Linked DNA regions of Dromaius novaehollandiae: region 1 is linked to region 2. Evidence: chromatin contacts called from public Hi-C data. All regions are on one chromosome and are shown on one strand. Each heading gives the region's core, a stretch centred on a gene start, on an enhancer-like site or on the middle of the called end of the contact. The rest is flanking DNA. Distances are from core to core; before and after follow the strand shown. Region 1 holds the start of RCAN1 (regulator of calcineurin 1). Region 2 overlaps RCAN1 (regulator of calcineurin 1).

What was found. A called contact is a pair of places that touch in the nucleus more often than the background predicts.
Region 1: a contact with region 2 is called in a Hi-C map of brain, with 4 times the contacts expected there. The contact joins the promoter of RCAN1 here to the enhancer-like site in region 2. A contact is called at or near these places in 3 of 4 Hi-C or Micro-C datasets (brain, liver and ovary).

Annotation. Positions count from the first base shown.
Region 1 is chr1:118,036,412-118,039,111 of bDroNov1.hap1, reverse strand. It overlaps RCAN1 (regulator of calcineurin 1), which reads left to right and starts at 1,373. Exons shown (of 4, transcript XM_026121585.2): 1 at 1,373-1,816. The coding sequence starts at 1,574.
Region 2 is chr1:118,001,544-118,004,243 of bDroNov1.hap1, reverse strand. The region is part of intron 1 of RCAN1 (regulator of calcineurin 1); the gene reads left to right. Among named protein-coding and RNA genes, the nearest start is that of RCAN1, 35 kb to the left of the region's middle. Within about 2 kb of position 1,278, at least 2 of the 2 cell types and tissues checked have open chromatin away from gene starts, as enhancers often do.

The DNA of each region.
Region 1 (2,700 bases), core at 124-2,623, 35 kb before region 2:
TAGTTCTTTCCACTTTTCAGATCTCATTCTTTCTTGTGCAGTCCTGCAGAGGTACAGTATTAGGTTAGTATTTTGCCACCTATTATCCAGGACCTTCTCACTCCTTACCACATTTCAGTATTCTGTGTTATCTTTGTACAGGGATAGAATGTTTGGGGAAAATATGCAAGTATCACAGTAGCTTTAAAAAAAACCTGTGACCTCTGAAGTTCACTTCTGGGTAAACTACTCCCCTAATAGCTGAATGTACTTGAGTATATGCATATATATACATATATGTCAAAAATGTGTTTGTCTAGGTCAGTTTTGTTGGACTAACCAGCCGTTTAAGAGGAAAGGCTAAGCACATTAGGTAGACTTTGTTCTCCTATGTAGGAATGTCTGACACAAGCAGCTCCTTGAGCCTAGCTAGGAAAGGTATAGTTCTTTTGTAGCCTTTTGACACACAGGAAGAGAGAAGGGTTGTAAGATGATGCCTCCTTCAGCTCCAAGGTAAGGAGGAATGGAGACAGACATACATGGCTTTACACCGTATTTGCATGTTTTCTTTCACAAATATATAAAATCAAAGCGTATTTGGTTTGGCCCAGCAGTAAGAAACCTCTGAAGAAAGTACAAAGAAATGATGAAGATCAGTTGCATCATTCCTCAGCAAAAGACAATGCAACTGCCCAAACAATGTTATCATTATTATTTTTTTTCTTCTTTCTTTCTTTTCCCCCAGGCTTCCTTTCAGAAGCGTTGTGCTCTGTGAACTGTTTGCAGAACAGGACGGTTGGTTCGCTTGTTCTTGATGCAGATACGAGGAATATGAGGTACATGATTGCAACTTGAGGCTGACTTTTTAGGGAAAAGATTTTTTTTTTTTATTCATCTGTTTGGTACATAATATTCTGTCCTCTGAATCAAGACGCTTTGTTCTGTGCTCCAGTTGTGGTGCAAAACATGACAGCGTGACTGACTGCGCAACTGAAGCAGGCCTCTGGAGCTAAACTTGGCCCTATGTTGCCTGTGGTTATCCATGACCTAATGAAGAACATGGATGCTGCTGTTCACCAGGCGTGTGCCCAGCTAGGCATGTGCTGGCCTATCACGGGGCAGGGAGGGGATGCCCTGCCTCGACCCCCACCCCTCACACCCCCTGCCCTGACAGATCGCACGCTCCAGGCACGTTCCTGCCGTGTGCGCGCAGCTCCCACGCGTGCCAGCGGCCCACAACACGAGGGACCCTCCAGCTCCCTCGCACCCCACAGCAGGGCAGCGACGGCGCGGCCACTGCCCTCACTCAAGATGGCGGAAGCGGCGCCTGTCTCGAGCCCGCCACCTGTTGCCGTGGCGGCGGCGGTTTCCTATTGGCTCCCCGGGCGCCTTGCGCCCGGGGGGGCGGCAGGAAGGAGACGGTTAAACCTGCGAGGGGGTTAAAGAAAGAAGGGGCGGGGGGGCTGGTAAATTTCGTGTGCGCGCGCCAAGGGCGGTGGGGGAGGGTTACAACTGCCGCCGGCGCGAGGCGCTCAACGGCCGCCGCGCGCCTCCGCCGGGCCCCGCCCCGCGGGGGCTCCGCTCGCCCCCGGCCATGGAGAGCGGCGGCGGGAGGGGCCCGGCGGGGCAGGAGGAGCCGCCGCAGGAGCCGCCGCCGCTCGGGGAAGGAGGAGAGAAGGAGGAGGCCGGGGAGGAGGCGGAGGCGCCGCCGCCCGGGGCCGAGTCGGACTGGAGCTTCGTTGACGGCGAGATGGAGGCGGTGGCGCTGCAGGACCTGCCCACCGCCACCATCGCCTGCAACCTGGATCCGCGCGTCTTCCAGGACGGCCCGTGCCGGGTGAGAGGGGCGACCGGGGCGGGCGGGGACCGCCCCACGCCCGGGGACCGCGCTGGGCCGCGACCCGGCTCCCTCTGCCGGCGAGAAGCCGCCGGCGCTGCTGCCCGGGGCTCGGCTCCGCTCCGCTCGGCCGGCTCCCAGCGGGGAGCGGCCGGGCTTCCCGTGGCGGGGGGGGAGCGGCGGGGCCGGGCGCTGAGGGCCGGCGTGCGGGGGGGACGCGGCACGCCCCCCACCCCTCCCGGGGCTCGGCGGGCGCCTCGGTCTCCCCCGCCGCCCCGTCCCTCAGGAGGGGGGCGGCGAGGAGGCTGAGGGGAGGGCAGAGGCTCTGTCCCCACCCCCCCCGCTCCCCTGACGTGAAGCGAGCGTGGAGGGGCCGGTGTTTTTATTCCGGCTGGCCGGCCCGAGTGTAGGCGGGCCGCGTAAAGTCTGTCTACAGCTGCCTGTCCTCTGGTTTGATCTCAGGGGCCCGGTCTGCAGGTTAGGGCGAATAAGTCCGTAGAGGAGAAGGGAGGAAAGTTGCCTCTGATGTTTCTGACTTCTGTTCAGAGCATTGCAGTTATGGCTTAGTGAGGAACAGCAAAGTTCAGGTGCACCTGCAGGCATTTGGTGAGAGGCAAGGCAGAAAGCAGCATCTGGAGACTTGGGAGCGTGCAGGACAGACAGTCGGTAGGCGGGGAGCTGAGTGCATGTAGAGCTCTTCTGTGTGCCAGCAGATGAGGTATCTTGGCATGAGCTCCCACAGTTTCTTTGGGTACCCCAGTGACTGTCTAACTGGCAGTAGCAGGAACTCCCAGTTCCTTGCTGGTACAAATATGAGCATAGGGAGGCATTTGCATACCAGCTTAAGTTCTCTGAGTATCACACAGATCTGTAGTGCTTCTCTG
Region 2 (2,700 bases), core at 29-2,528:
CACTGTGTGTGCCTAGTTCAAATCTTGAAGCACTGATTGGCAGGAAAGCCACCACATCCCACGCTCCTGTGAGCTTAGGGAGAGGAAAGGGACTATTCTTTCTGCTTGTGCTTTCTGCTCTGTCCTGCAGGCACTTGCTCTGGGAATATTGGAGACCCACTTTCTGTCACTTTTTTTTAGAGTTTTGAGTTGAGTCTCAGTGACGGCATCTACATTGGTTGTTAACATCCTTCAGAACCGTTTCTCTTCTCCTGAGATGAGGTTTTTTTTGTAAGGATTGGCTTCCAAGGAAAAGTGCTAGGAAATGGGCCTGAGTAGTTTTTCTCACTAAGGTAACTTTGCATTAGTTGAGAATTTGACTGGTAAATAGTGATTTTTGGCCTGTGGCACAGTAAATATCTTTAACTTCAAGTGAGTAAGTAGAGCCCATGGAAATCAAGAGGACTGTTCATGTGAATAGTTATACTTGGTTAAATGCTTACGAAATAAGGTTTTTAATTTATGACTTTTTTGTTTGTAAGTATTTCATGAAAGTTGGTGATTCTGTGATGTTGTAGTCTCCTTTTAGAGTAAAACGAGCTAAATGCATGTACAGTTTTGACTGTTGCACATTTTGATCTAAAGCTGCATAGGACAGTTTCAAATAGCTTGTAAAAGCTTCAGCATAAGCTTAACAAATTACTTTAAACTGTGCTGCTTTAGGGGAAATGTTCTCAAACCATGACAAATCCATAAATCAAAGTCATAAATGTAGATTTGTATCCCTCATCACTGCAGTGAGTAATTCAGTTTGTCTCTTAAAATCTTGCCAGCAGATCACTGCAGAAGCCCCTACAAAGAAAAAAGAAAAAGTCAGTTTACAGGGCTCAGACTGAGCTTCTAATAAAGTGAGAATGGGGAGCGATCCATAAAGTTGAATTGAAGAAAGCTTGAAAATGAGTTCTCCCTGCAAAGGAAAAAGTGTTTTCCAAAATCAGTTCCTCCTAATCTCTAAACTTGAATGCTTTTGTAATTTTCCCAAAAGTTAACAAAAGCTGTTGACCTGAGGGATTTGTTTTCCGTTCCAAAGCCTTGAAATTTTCCTCCTGGCTAATTGCAGTTGATTACTGTAGACTTTGGTCCTTTAGCAAGTAACATTTTCCATCTTAAGATGGGTTGTCCCATTCCACTGAAGAGCATGTTTGAGTGCTGAATGGAATTACTACCAGTGGAAACTATGCTGTGAGAGGGCTTGATAAAGCAGCTGCTGTGCAAACCTCAGCTGTTTTTTCCATCCTCCCCAGCGCGGGTAATTAGCATGAAGCTGACTAACGTGCTGACGTCACCTCTTTCCAGCCGGAGCTTACAGTTTGTTCCTGCCTGCCTCCAAGCATGCAGGACTTGGGTCAGGAATTCGCTGTCATACACAGGATGCTCTGAAACTTTTTTTTTTCCCTCCCTCCTCTCCTTCCCACCCCCCCCCCCCCCCCAGGGGCTGGACTTGTTTCCTTTATAAACACTGTCCGCAGCACCGACAGCTTCCTTAAAAGTAATTGGTTTTTGCCGAAGTGCAAGGGTTCCTTTAGAGAAGCACAGCATGCATTTTAGAAATTTTAACTACAGTTTTAGTTCTCTGATTGCCTGTGTGGCTGATAGTGATGTCTTCAATCAAGCAGAAACAAGGGTATGCTTTGTTTTTTGTGTTTTATTCAAGTGAGTTACTGTACGTAGGTGTTGTTCTAAAACGCTTTAAAATACAGTAGAGCTCACTGGCTTTTTGACCTGTAAGAAGCTTTCGGTTTGATGCAAGGGTCTTGGGTCTTACAAGTCTGCAATGGTATGCTCTGTTGTGAAGGAATCGTACTTTGGAAATTGTAAGATCTTGAGCTATGTGTATTTGAAGGAGATCAGAAACTCACCGCCAAACAGTCTTTGCCTCTGTAGCATATTCTTCACTTTCATATGTGTTTTCAGCAATGTTTGGATTCTAATTTTGGTAGTAAGTTCCATGTAACTTACAGTACACTCTGCTCTTTTTCAGGCTTGGGCGGGGGGGGAGGCTGGCACTGTAATTGTTAATAGTGGAGTGCTAAAACATTAATATTTTTTCTCTGATTTGTACTTAATTGATTAGAATTCATATAATGCAAGTAATCCAGTACTGATACAGTGGATTGTTGACTACTGAGATACTTAAAGGACAAAATAACATATAATTTTGTTTAATGTCATATTGCTAACATGATATGTGACCTCTATAATTCACACATGCTTTGAGAAACTAGACATATTGCATGAATCTTGCAGATGATCTCTGAATTTAAAGTAGAACATGAACTTTGAAATACAGTTCAGCTTGATTTTTTTCAGCTAACATGTGACTAAGATCTTGGAAATTCAGGCTTAGTTTTCATGGTTGCGTTCAGCTCACTTTCCAGTACAGGAAGCTAACAAACAAGGACTTTCTGTGCTGAGGGTTCTGTTCTTGTCTCAATTCTCATTTTGAAGAAGCTTAAGTGTGGCTTAAGAAGCAGGAGAACTAGGATTTTAAAATCTTTTTGAAATGTAGTGGTTATGCACATAGCTTCAGAAATGAAAATGAAATTTTGAAATAAATACAGCATTCTTACCTTTTGTTGCTTTTTCTACTAATCCAAAATGTAATTGTATATTTAAAAAAAAAAAAGCAGTGCAATTTTACATATTTCTGGCTTCATGTTT